Linked DNA regions of Mus musculus: all the other regions are linked to region 2. Evidence: chromatin contacts called from public Micro-C and promoter capture Hi-C data. All regions are on one chromosome and are shown on one strand. Each heading gives the region's core, a stretch centred on a gene start, on an enhancer-like site or on the middle of the called end of the contact. The rest is flanking DNA. Distances are from core to core; before and after follow the strand shown. Region 1 holds the start of Zfp950 (zinc finger protein 950). Region 2 holds the start of Nanos1 (nanos C2HC-type zinc finger 1). Region 3 holds the start of Csf2ra (colony stimulating factor 2 receptor, alpha, low-affinity (granulocyte-macrophage)). Region 4 overlaps Grk5 (G protein-coupled receptor kinase 5).

What was found. Promoter capture Hi-C pulls out the DNA fragments that hold promoters and counts their contacts. Hi-C and Micro-C count contacts between places; a contact is called where the count stands out from the background. Capture Hi-C pulls out chosen DNA fragments and counts their contacts.
Region 1: a contact with region 2 is called in a promoter capture Hi-C map of adipose tissue. The contact joins the promoter of Zfp950 here to the promoter of Nanos1 in region 2. A contact is called at or near these places in 5 of 39 promoter capture datasets (the C10 cell line, embryonic stem cells, hematopoietic stem and progenitor cells and 2 more), 1 of 484 Hi-C or Micro-C datasets (CD4 T cells), 10 of 115 datasets of contacts at active chromatin or transcription factors (the 230-238 cell line, bone marrow-derived macrophages, embryonic limb bud and 4 more) and 3 of 9 other capture datasets (adipose tissue, liver and macrophages).
Region 3: a Micro-C map of embryonic stem cells shows a contact between it and region 2, with 8 times the contacts expected there. The contact joins the promoter of Csf2ra here to the promoter of Nanos1 in region 2. A contact is called at or near these places in 2 of 39 promoter capture datasets (embryonic stem cells and stem cell-derived epiblast-like cells), 5 of 484 Hi-C or Micro-C datasets (CD4 T cells, cerebellum and embryonic stem cells), 7 of 115 datasets of contacts at active chromatin or transcription factors (embryonic stem cells, epiblast stem cells, large pre-B cells and 3 more) and 1 of 9 other capture datasets (adipose tissue).
Region 4: a promoter capture Hi-C map of hematopoietic stem and progenitor cells shows a contact between it and region 2, with 4 times the contacts expected there. The contact joins the enhancer-like site here to the promoter of Nanos1 in region 2. A contact is called at or near these places in 5 of 39 promoter capture datasets (the C10 cell line, embryonic stem cells, hematopoietic stem and progenitor cells and 2 more), 1 of 15 datasets of contacts at CTCF or cohesin (large pre-B cells), 1 of 484 Hi-C or Micro-C datasets (embryonic stem cells), 6 of 115 datasets of contacts at active chromatin or transcription factors (the 230-238 cell line, the SCID.adh cell line, T-cell acute lymphoblastic leukemia and 3 more) and 3 of 9 other capture datasets (embryonic stem cells, liver and pancreatic islet).

Annotation. Positions count from the first base shown.
Region 1 is chr19:61,139,412-61,142,111 of GRCm38.p6, reverse strand. Zfp950 (zinc finger protein 950) reads left to right here and starts at 1,272. Exons shown (of 3, transcript NM_001001737.2): 1 at 1,272-1,407. The coding sequence starts at 1,405.
Region 2 is chr19:60,754,663-60,757,362 of GRCm38.p6, reverse strand. Nanos1 (nanos C2HC-type zinc finger 1) reads right to left here and starts at 1,376. Exons shown (of 1, transcript NM_178421.3): 1 at 1-1,376. The coding sequence starts at 1,097. The coding sequence ends at 294.
Region 3 is chr19:61,226,990-61,229,689 of GRCm38.p6, reverse strand. It overlaps Csf2ra (colony stimulating factor 2 receptor, alpha, low-affinity (granulocyte-macrophage)), which reads left to right and starts at 1,272. Exons shown (of 12, transcript NM_009970.2): 1 at 1,272-1,351; 2 at 2,325-2,418; 3 at 2,506-2,660. The coding sequence starts at 2,325.
Region 4 is chr19:61,083,343-61,086,042 of GRCm38.p6, reverse strand. The region is part of intron 12 of Grk5 (G protein-coupled receptor kinase 5); the gene reads right to left. It also overlaps a transcript of Zfp950 not described here. Among named protein-coding and RNA genes, the nearest start is that of Zfp950, 56 kb to the left of the region's middle. Within about 2 kb of position 1,337, at least 120 of the 459 cell types and tissues checked have an H3K27ac peak or open chromatin away from gene starts, as enhancers often do. A contact at or near this core is called in the 230-238 cell line, the SCID.adh cell line, hematopoietic stem and progenitor cells and 2 more, where this site is marked.

The DNA.
Region 1 (2,700 bases), core at 23-2,522, 380 kb before region 2:
TTGTTCAGAAACACTGTACCCCTGAACTTTTTTTTTTTTTTAAACTGCACTAAAACTTTGCCATTGGTAAGCCACTGAGCTGATGTGCAGCAGGGCAGGGTAGAATATGATAGGGGTGAAAGGAATTTCCCCACTGCCCTCTGAAGGTTTGCTGGAATACAATGTCTAGGATAAATTAAATGGGAGAAAAGTGTGTGAATGCGTTATTGTCCTTAAGTACAGCCCAACGTGATTCAGAAAGTTTTTGGCCCCACTCTTTCTAGGAGAATTGAAGTACAGGAAATGTCAGAAAACAACATGCTGGGTTTTTCTCTTCTTCTTGTTGAGCTTTTTTATTTTGTTTTTATTATCAACCTTATACAAGTGGAGCTCATCTTCAAAGAGGACTTCTTTCCCACCCAAACCACCCCATGCAAAAGCAAGAGGTTTATTTTCCAGAGCATTGAGACGAGTTAATAAGAAGGCGACCCCAAATGGCCATTACAGTTTTTATACTTTTTAGGAGCACAGGTTACACCAGCAAGATTATACCTCAACCTTATTGGCTAAGCATATTGACCTTTAAACCTATTGGCTAGCAAGCATGACAGGTATTTGAACTCTACCTGGGACTTTCCCGAGGGTCAGGTAACTATCAGTCAGTTTTTTTCCACCTTCCCAAGGAGGAAGATGTGCTGGCTAACAATAGTGCTCCATAGTGTTTGTCATCTATTTCTTGCTTTTGTCCCCCAGCGTTGTCTCATACTTACCAGGTGAAAAATAGCTGCTGCAGTTTACCTAAACATCTTATTATCTTATTTCCTAAAATCTCTCTTTAATTGTTAATACCCTGGGCATCCTTCCACTTGAGGACCAGATTGAAAACTCTACTGCAAGTTGAGTAATGGGCTATGTAAAGGCTATTCCAGGAGGAAGAAGGAAGTGCCTCCGGAGTACTGAGGGGAGTTCAAGCAAGGGCTGAAGTGGCAAGGTAGTGAGTGCAGGATCTATTGCCACAAAGGGAGGAGCAGGTGGCTGAGCAGCGGAAACTGGAGTGGTGGTTCCTCCCGCGGGGCTGGGTGGGAAGACAGACAGGTAGGATATTGGAGGACAGGCACAAGTGCTACTGAAATGTACATCTCTGCACATCTGGAAAACCTTTTGCCCTGGACTGGAAGCCTGAACCGGGAACTTCTAAGTTGTGTACGTCAGCACGCTCTTACCCTAAGGGAGGTGCTCAAGTCACACAAGACTCACTGGCCAATCAGAGGCTTCAGATGGACCTGCCAGTCAGAAAAGGAGGAGGATTCATCCGGGTGTCGAGCAGCAAGTTCCGCTCTGAGACTGAGCAGTCTTGAAGGTTTCTGTGTGATGTACTCTGAACTCTGCTACTGGGTACTGTGAGGGACGCTCTGAAGTCGCGACATGGTGAGCACAGGGTCACTGCCCACAATGGGGAAGAGCAGGCTGCTGAGCCTCGGGAGCTGTTGTGGTGGGTCTTCCCTGGGGCTAGGTGGGAAGTGTCAGCCAGATGCGGCTACCTGTCAGGTCCCTTGTGGTCATAGTCATTCCCTGGATCCGGCGGTAGCCACTGAATAACTTCACTATGGGAGCTGTGACTGGGCAAAACTTTTAGAGTTGGGACTTGTGTGTAGAAACATCCTTGGCAGGATGCCAAACTCGGAGAGCCCTAGTTTCCCTTTTGTCTTCTACATTTAATATTTAGATGTAAGATCCATTTGGACTTAAGTTTGTGGAGGTTGTAAAAGGCATCTCATGCATTGGGTAGCAATCCAATATTAAGCTGAGATGTAGAAGAGTAGAATTGATGATGTAAAGGATCTACCAATGCTTAGGAGATAGTAGAATTTACTTCAGGGAGAACTGCTATAAACACTCCACAGATAAGTAGTGTGCTAACCAGACCTGTTAGAGATTAGGATACTAGGATACACATGTTTATTCACGAAGATTATCCAGAAATTTGGCTCTAGACCATAGCAAAGAAGACACCTCTTATTTACAACTAGCCACTAAGCCCATCCTCATATAAAAGAGCAGGCCTTTAGCAAACTGCTCAAGGAGGCATTACATGGTCACAACCAACATTAAAGCCTGGTGTGCCATAAAGACCCAGTTTTCTTCTTGAGAAAACCATAGTTCTGCCACACAGGCAAGACTACACCAGGTGACAACCATTTGAAAACAAAAAACATTGTTGTGTCAAGGGCTAGCTTAATCAAGCAAGGCTTTCCATGAGGCCCTCAGATATGGAGAAGGAAACCCAGGAACATGCTTTTCAGAGCCAGTAGCAGACTGAGGCCTGGACCTGGAGAGTTTTTCCTAAGGACCTGATGAATTGAGAATAAAATAGAGCTCCTCTAAAGCAAGGGATATGCTTGTGAGAACTGTTAGTGGTCTGGGGCTCTGGGAGGGGTTGCTTCACATCCTGAACCAACTCTTCCTACCACATGGGACTGTGGCTATCAGTCCTAAATCCACTGTCAGTAATGTTCTTGAGATACCCTGTGTCCTGCTTTGGACCGCTGTTTATTAGACACCTTCTGAGTTTGTCCCATTGTATGATAGTTGCTGCTGATTTCATAGAAGTCTACCATTTTTTTCCATTTCCCTTGTTAGTAGTATACAAGATGCTATTCTTAAGAAGCTTACTTAGCATAAGACATAGTTTGTGTGAGACCTCCCATACCTAGCTTTTAT
Region 2 (2,700 bases), core at 127-2,626:
CAAGATGAGAGACAATTTCATACGGTTGCGCACCTAAACTAGGCCGACGTATACAGTAAACAGCGCCTCATTCACCGCAACTCAACCGGTGGTACACCCGCTCAGCCCTCACCGTTCTGGATGCGCGTTTTAGAAACTAGGGACAAAATTCAAGATTTCAACGTCAGAGACCGACCACTCCACAAGAAAGTGCTGCGCTCCTGCGGCTTCCGTAAAATCAAGACGACTTCCCAAATTGAGGCAAGGGAGAGGAGCGCAGGTTTCAGGTGTACACAGCTTGATGCAGCCCGCTCCTAGCGCAGCTTCTTGCTGGGCAGGCTGTCCCTGTTGCTGCGCGGCGGCGGGCGGACGGTGGGCGGTGGCACTTTGGAGAGCGGGCAATACTTGATGGTATGTGCGTTGTCGCCGCTGGCGCCGCACAGGGGGCACGTGTAGCGGCGCAAGACCGGGCACAGCACCCGGCCGTCCGGGCCCTTGAGGATGTGTGTGGTGTAGAGCGCCACCGCCTCCTTGTTGTTCCGGCAAAACACACACACCTGAAGCTCCGGTTTCAGCAGACGTGCGGCGGTCGCCCCGGAAGCCGCGTGCAGACGAGGCTCGGCAGCCCACGCAGGGCTTGGCTCTTCGCGCGGCGTCACTTCGGCCGTGGATGCGGCGGCGGCGGTGGTGGAGGCGGTGGGCGCGCAGCCCAGCAGAACCGCGGCGGCGCGCCCTGCAAACGGGTTCAGCTCAGCGAAGCGCTCCTCCAGCAACCCGGGCTCAGCGGGGCCGGCACACAGCTCTAGTGCGCGCAGTTCCAACGCACCGCCCAGGTAGCGGCCCCCGGCCTCCGGCTCTTCGCCGTCATCGTCTTCATCGTCCTCGGGCGGCCCCATCGTGGGCCCCGCCGCCGTGGGCCCGGGCCCCTCATGCGGGGAGCCGCGGTCGCTAGCCCTGGTGATGAGCGTGGCAAGCCCCAGGTAGTCGTTCCAGGAGCTGAAGGGCTGCGGGTGCACCGGGCCCGAGGCGCTCACGTAGCGGGCGCTGGGCACGAGCGCCATAGGCGCGGGGGCGCGGGCGCGGCGGGGCGAGCGTGGCGCCCAAGGGAAAGCCTCCATGGGCCGGCAGCGGGCCGCGCGCCTCCCCGCCGCCGCCGCCGGCAAGGGCCAGACGGAAGGGACGCAGGAGCTTGCCCGCCGGCCTGCCGTGGGGTAGGGCAGCCTTGCTTCCTTTTATCGCTCCCGCTTTCTCCTGTGCCCCTCCTCGCTGTCTCGGCCCTGCCCCCTGCGATCCTCCGCCCGGGCCACTGCGCCCGCGCCCCCGGACGGAGGCGGAGCGGAGGCGGGCGCGCGCTCTTCTCCAGCCCCGCGCGTTTCCTGCGCCCCGTGCGCTGCGCCCACCTCACCAGCTGCGGGGCGCCTGGCATCCTGCGAGGGGGCGGGTGAGGCGCCGCCTCGGGCCCTGGCGCTCAATGGCTGCGGACCTGACTCCGCGGGCGCCGGTCGGGACGCTGATTGGTGGCGATCGGGGAAGGGGCGGGCGGCGCTTGCTGGGAGGGAATGGCTGTGCAGAAAGCGACTGAATGAGGCGGTGGCTGGGGCTTGCTTTTGCACGAGCGTGGAGACCTCAGCCGGTAACCCAGCTTGGGTTTTTGTTTTTGTTTTTTTCACTGCGGGGTATTGAGGATGCCAATGGCACAGATCGCAATGAAGCAACTGGGATGCACTTGCATCCACTTGCAGGTTTGGCTGGACCGGGTTTATGGTTTGAAGCTACCACTTTCCTTTTTATCATCATCAGCAAGAAAAGCTGGGGGAGGCAAGGCTAGGCGCTAGCTCCCATCAGAGCCCAGCTAAAGACCCAGTGACTTCAGTTGGCACAGCGCTCTGGAGCACTTTCCACAGGGTGAAGTCCTCCCACAAACTTTGAGGCTCAGGGAGGAAGCTCACGATTTATATAGTTTATATGGTAGTGAGTAGTGGAGGATCAAAACAGGTCCAACAGGTGTTCAGAAATTGGGGCCGTAGGCTGTTCACTTACTTAGGTTAGGTGGAGGCTACAACTGGGCTAGAAATTCTTACTACGGACCAGTTTGTGTGAAGCTCCTCTTCAGGGTGCTTATATGGAAATCTAGGGTCTGTGGAACTTGAAAAACAGCATATTCAATGCTTTGAAACAGATAACATTTTCTCTTTTTGGTAAAACCCTGGAAAATAAAGGACTTACTAGGAGGGAAAGAAGTAGTCTTGCTCTTCCCTGGAAAAGAAGCAACTTAAAGTGATAAACACCAACAACCTCAAAAAATAATTTGAAACTAGGAAAAGACACCGAGGACTCTTCTGGAATGTGACCTAGGATGAGGGTCAGAAAATGCTCTGCAGAGGAGAGGGCTGATCTAGCTTTCCCACTCTGTACCGTACAGTGTCAATGGAAGCAAGGTGGTAAGACCTCTCCTCTGATGCTGTGAGTTTTCTTTGGGTGGTAGGTCACATTCACATGTTTTGGCTTAGATTTTTTTTTTTTTTTTTTTTTTTACAAACCTACTTCAATAAAGGTTCTTCAACACATCAGGCTACCTTATAGCCTACCAAAGGTAGGGGAGGAAGAACGGTTAATAGGACAAGGGGGTCATGGACCTGTTTAGAAGTAGTTATTCCGACCTTTGTTGTCAGGATATCAGCAGTCCAGTTCAATAGTGTCACCAAACATGAATCAGTAGCT
Region 3 (2,700 bases), core at 23-2,522, 470 kb before region 2:
AGGGAAGAGGAGAGAAGTGAGAGAAGTGAGAGGTGAGAGGACAAAGGAGTAAGAGAGCGAGGTGGGGGCTAAGCACCCCTTTTTATGGTCTTCCCTGTTGCTAGGTAACTGGGGAGGAGTTTAGCCTGAAGGTCAGATTGACCATGCTTCTCTTGGGGCTGTGGGAGGTGGTAAGGAGCATGAGGGAATGCCTACCGTGTCATGAGGGTGAATTATGACTATCGGGGTTCAGACCTCAGATCGACTGGAGACCAGCCTGCAATTCCCCACAATACCATGTAGGTTTTTAAAACTAATAAAATTTATCTTAAAACATACAACTCAGTATTGATATTTTTAAAGTCATTAAAATAATTCATAATAGTTTAAATGCCTCTTAAATGTACATGACATCTTCGGAAGCAGACATTAATACACACTCTACCAGTTTTTAAAATCTGTTTGGAACATTAAACACGACAGAAAATCTCTCATGAGTCCTCTGTGGACAGAAATTGTGACGAGTTCCTGATTTTACAGAAACGTCCATCTCCGCGCAGTGTGTGTGTGTGTGTGGCTTCACAGAATGAGCTGGGTGGAAGCATCCACCAGGCCCGCCTGACCCTGGGCTGTCTTGGGTGGGAGACTTCACAGCTGTCTCTGGGTTCTGGGTCCTGGGACCGTTAGGTGGCTTCCGTGATTTTAACTGTGGTGCCTGTGCTGTGTAGAAAATTGTCCGTTTCATCCAGATTTGGTTTTCCCCAATTTGGAAATTAACGATGACGCAAGGAGATGTGAACCTAAGGATCACCTGTTGAACCTAACCCTTATCAATATGATCAACAGGATCAAGACTTTGCATGTCAGAGTCTTCCCACTGTGTAAGCGCGTGCTCACATGTGTGGTCACACTGTGTGCATCAGGGTAAGACTGTCGGTGATGTCACACTGTGCTGAGTGGTCACACTGTGTCCACAAGGGGTCAGATGCAGTGACTGACGTCACACCGTGTGTAGCCAGGCTGTGTGCGTGGCAGTGTGACGCGCCCGAACAGCCACACAGTAGGCTCACGTCCCGGTGTGCTGCCCCACTGCACGAGGTTGCATGGCGTCACACAGCGGGCCAACCGCCTGGCGCGTATACTTACTGTGCGCATTTGACATCATGCTGCCTGCACGGGACACTCGGACCCCGCCCCCGGTGACGTCACCGGGCCCCACCCAGCCACCCACCCCTGCCTGCCTTGTTCCTTCCCCTCTAGGTTTCCCAACCTGCAGATGAGGAAGAGGAAGCGGGAGACAGACGGACAGACGGACGGACACAGACGCTGCGCCCAGGCCTCACCATCCATCGCAGGAAGCCCCCTGTCTCAGGTCAGAGCCCCTCCACCCCTTTCCACCTCACCCTGCCTGACATGACGTCACCCAGAAGCCCCTCCCACCTGGCCCTACTGTGTGCCCAGCACACCCTGGGGTTTAGAAAACGATGGGGCTAGGGGACGGAGAGACCGGAAGGGGGGGGCAGTGGGACATGCAGACCTACTGTGTGTGCCCTGGGTCTCGGGTACAAGGTCCCCACCACCCGTGGGTCTGAGCCCTGGGGATGGTTTGGGGTGGGGTCAGAGGTAACAGAGGCCAAGGGGGGCTTAGAAGCCGGAGTTGGGGGGCGTGGCCTCCGCCTGCCAATCCCCCGCAACCTCTGACCTCTGTGTAGTACTGGGGTCAGGAGATGTGGTTCACCTCCAGGAGTCAGGGGTCTGGAGATGGTGGAGTTGAGGCAGGGGGATGGCTTCAAGTGCGTTTCCTCCAAAGCCCGGGGCGGGGGTGGGGGGTGGGGGAAGCGGGGAGTTGCGGATCGCCCCTAAGCCCGACTGCGGAGACCCCGCGGACGCCGCCCCCGCCCTCCCCACTCCCCGCGAGCGAGCGTCCTTGGCCCGACAGGAAGTGGGGACTGGAGAAAAGGAAGTGGCTGCAGCTGAGCTTGGAGCACGGCGGGGTTGGGGAAAGGCGGGTCCAGGCGGCGGTGGAGCGTGAGGGGGAAAGGGTCTGACCTACACACAGTCAGGCCACAGGCAGGCAGGGCGACCCCCGATCCCCTCGACCGCCTCCCCACCGCGCGGACAAAGCGGGTCCACATATAAGCAAAGATTCACGGGGAATCAATAGGATAACGTCACCAAGAGAGGAGCTGAGACAGGGGCATGGCTCAGATGGCAGAGCCCAGCCTCTGTACCCACCACAAATCATGCTGTAGTGAGTGGGTGGGACGGGGCCAGAGAATGCCCCGCCCACCCTAGTGCGCCAGACAGGATAACACCTCGGCTCTGCCCACTCATCTGACTGACAGATGACGTCATCACATGCCATGAACATCACCCCCCTGGCTCAGCTCGCCCTGCTCTTCTCCACGCTACTGCTTCCGGGAACTCAGGCCCTTCTGGGTTAGTGACGCTAGGTGGGCGGGGTCGGAAGTCACGGTGGGCGGGGCCGCGTCCAACAGAGCCACCTCACCCTCCTCCCCCTTCCAGCTCCGACCACACCGGACGCCGGCTCCGCCCTCAACCTGACCTTCGACCCCTGGACTCGGACGCTGACCTGGGCCTGCGACACCGCCGCGGGGAACGTCACGGTGACGTCATGCACCGTGACCTCGCGGGAGGCGGGGATACACCGGCGAGTCTCGGTACGTGGGGGTAGGGAGAGAGGGCCTTGTCCCGCAATGA
Region 4 (2,700 bases), core at 88-2,587, 330 kb before region 2:
TGACTGGGCCTTTCCATCTGCCCATAGGCCAGAAGGACAAAGGAACATCTGTGACTGTAGCTCTAGCCTCCCCAGTGCCACCCCCTAAAACTCAGTCTGGAGGAGGATGTCTCCCCAGTTAGAAGAACTGAAGCATCAGCAAGGACAGGATCAGATCATATCTTTGTCATGCTTTCAGTTGCCCTGTGTATACTCTCAGGCTGGTGGCTCAGGTTAGAGCCTACCCTCTGGGCTTCTCTTTTCTATTTTATTGTATTTTTTATATTGTTCACTTATTGTGTGTCGATGTATGTGCCACAGCATTTGTATGGAGATCAGAGGACAACTTTGTAGAGTCAGCTTTGTCCCTCTACCTGTCACAGAGGTTCCAGGACTTGAACTCAGATCACCAGGATTGCATTAAAAAATGCTTTACCTGCTGAGCCATCTCTCTGGCCCCAAGTTTCTCTATTCTAGACATAAGTAACTGGGCCATGCTCCATCCATTCCAAGAAACACCAAAGAAGCAAGAATGTGCAGTAGCTGAGCCTGTTAATGCAGCCCCCTAGAGTCTACTGTGCTGGCAGATGGCCGGATCATCAAGGATAAGAAGATGAAAAAAAAAAGGATGAGGTAGGGCTGGGTTGCTTATCAGCTTCTACCAGGAAGGAATGGTATGTAAACGACACTTCTGCTTTCCAAAAGAAGTGATAGAAAATCAGGGTTTTAGGATAAAATATCTTCATCTGAAAAGCTTGGTTATTAAGTTAGTATTTGTCTATTTCTAAAATATACCACACAGGTGGAATAGAACACCCACCTATATGGTGTCAGGGATGGTATCAGGCGTACATTATCAAGAGAGAAGGTGTGGGTGCAGTGGGAGAAGACAGAGTAAGTTCCCTGTATGTGGGGGACCACATATGATCTGGAATGACTGGGAGAGTCAAATGGTGAAGGACTCAAGGGAGTGTGGAGAAGCTACAGCGATGGGGCACAGCAGGAGCCTCAGATTCAGCATTAGATCCAAGGGACAGGAAAGCTGGGTGTGTGGACATCTCTCTCAAGGGGCATGGCTGCCAAGATGGAATGGAGAACAACTTCCCTGCTGATTGTGTAGCTGCCTCTATGGTTTATAGGTCAGGTATTGCAGTAGCCTGAGTCAGCACCTGCTAAAGGGATAAGAGCAGAGTGGCCAGACTGAGATGCTGTGGCTTACAAAGTCCAGACCAGAATCCAAGACCCCAAGAGAAGACAGAGCAAGGCTTGAGGTTTCTGGAGGTACTTTCATGTGTACAATCATTTGGCACTTTTCAGCCAACACATTTCCCTCGGTGGCCACAAGGGGGCAGGAGAGGGACAGCTTTGGTCCTGGTTACAGCAAGAGCTTCAGCTCACAAAACCTGAGGTTGAAATGGAGGTTTGTGGGGAAGTGGAGAGGTGGTGATAGTGGTAGTGGTTAGAAGCAGAGATCATGTTTGCTCCATTCTCTCAGTATGTCCATGTCCCTATTGATGTTTCTTGAGACAGGCTTTTTGGGACTCCTGACCTAAGAATGTGATGCCTCTTATAGTCTTGTTACATCACGCAGACAGCTGACCATGACATAACAAGTACCACTGGCAGCCATCTCTCCACATCCCTAACCCCTGCTGTCTATCTCTCCACTACCTCATCCCGACTGCACCGCTGTGACAGTGCTTCTTTGAGACTGGTTAACAGGTTGTGGGGTTGTGGTCTACATGTTACATACCTTCTTCATCATGTCTTTGACACATGTCAGTAGCAGAGGAACACTTCCTCTTTTAGATATGATCAGAGGGCAGATCCAGCCCCACATCCTTACCACAGCTCTATACACAGAAGTGGCCAAGCAGGGGTGGTTGAAGTAGCCAAGCCCCCAGGGATCCCTGGTCCTCTGAATGTAGAAGCTTAGTTACTTCAAGTTTCTAGTCTTGGTCTTCTCTAAGCTCTACCCTGAGCTACTGGTATGTGTTCCCTTGAACCTTCCCAGGGCTACTTGGGGACTCAGGAATGAGAGGAGAGGCCCCTTTCAGGCCTCTGCTCTCTGCTCTCTTCTTTGCTGCTCAGGGTGTAGTATGGCTCCAGAGGAAGGTACTTTGCCACATTGGCTTACAAGTGTGTGTATCTAGGCACTTGAGGACAGAAAGCATCAGAGGGCATCTTCCTGTGGTGAGTCTTAGGAGACTGAGAGCCAGGCAAGAGCAGGAAGTAGCTGACTCCATACCAAACCCAAGGAAGGGCCTAAGGACCAGCTATGGAACAGTGTCCACCTTGGCTGAGGGAACCTTACAGCCCCTATCACTCCTTCCTCTTTAGCTGTCCAGTATCCACACCTGGCCCCAACACACTCCAGTCACTCTAATCTCTTCACTTGAAGGTCCTGCCCATCCACACATGCTGCCATACAGAACTTGAGCTGGGACCACCGTTCTACACAGTGAATGGAACACTGAGAATATGTTCAACAACTCCAAGGACTTTAACACCTCTCTTGCAGTCCTTGTCCTCAGTCCCCCGTGTCTAGAATCCAGAGTGGAGGGAATAGGAGGCCAAGTTCAAGGGCAGGAACTTGCCTGTGAACCAACTTGGGCTATCATCTTTATGCTTTGCTGACTTTTCTACAAAGCTACACACACTCATGGGTGTTCACGTCAACCCATATTCCTTGATTCACAGGGTATCCTGTCCAATATGCAG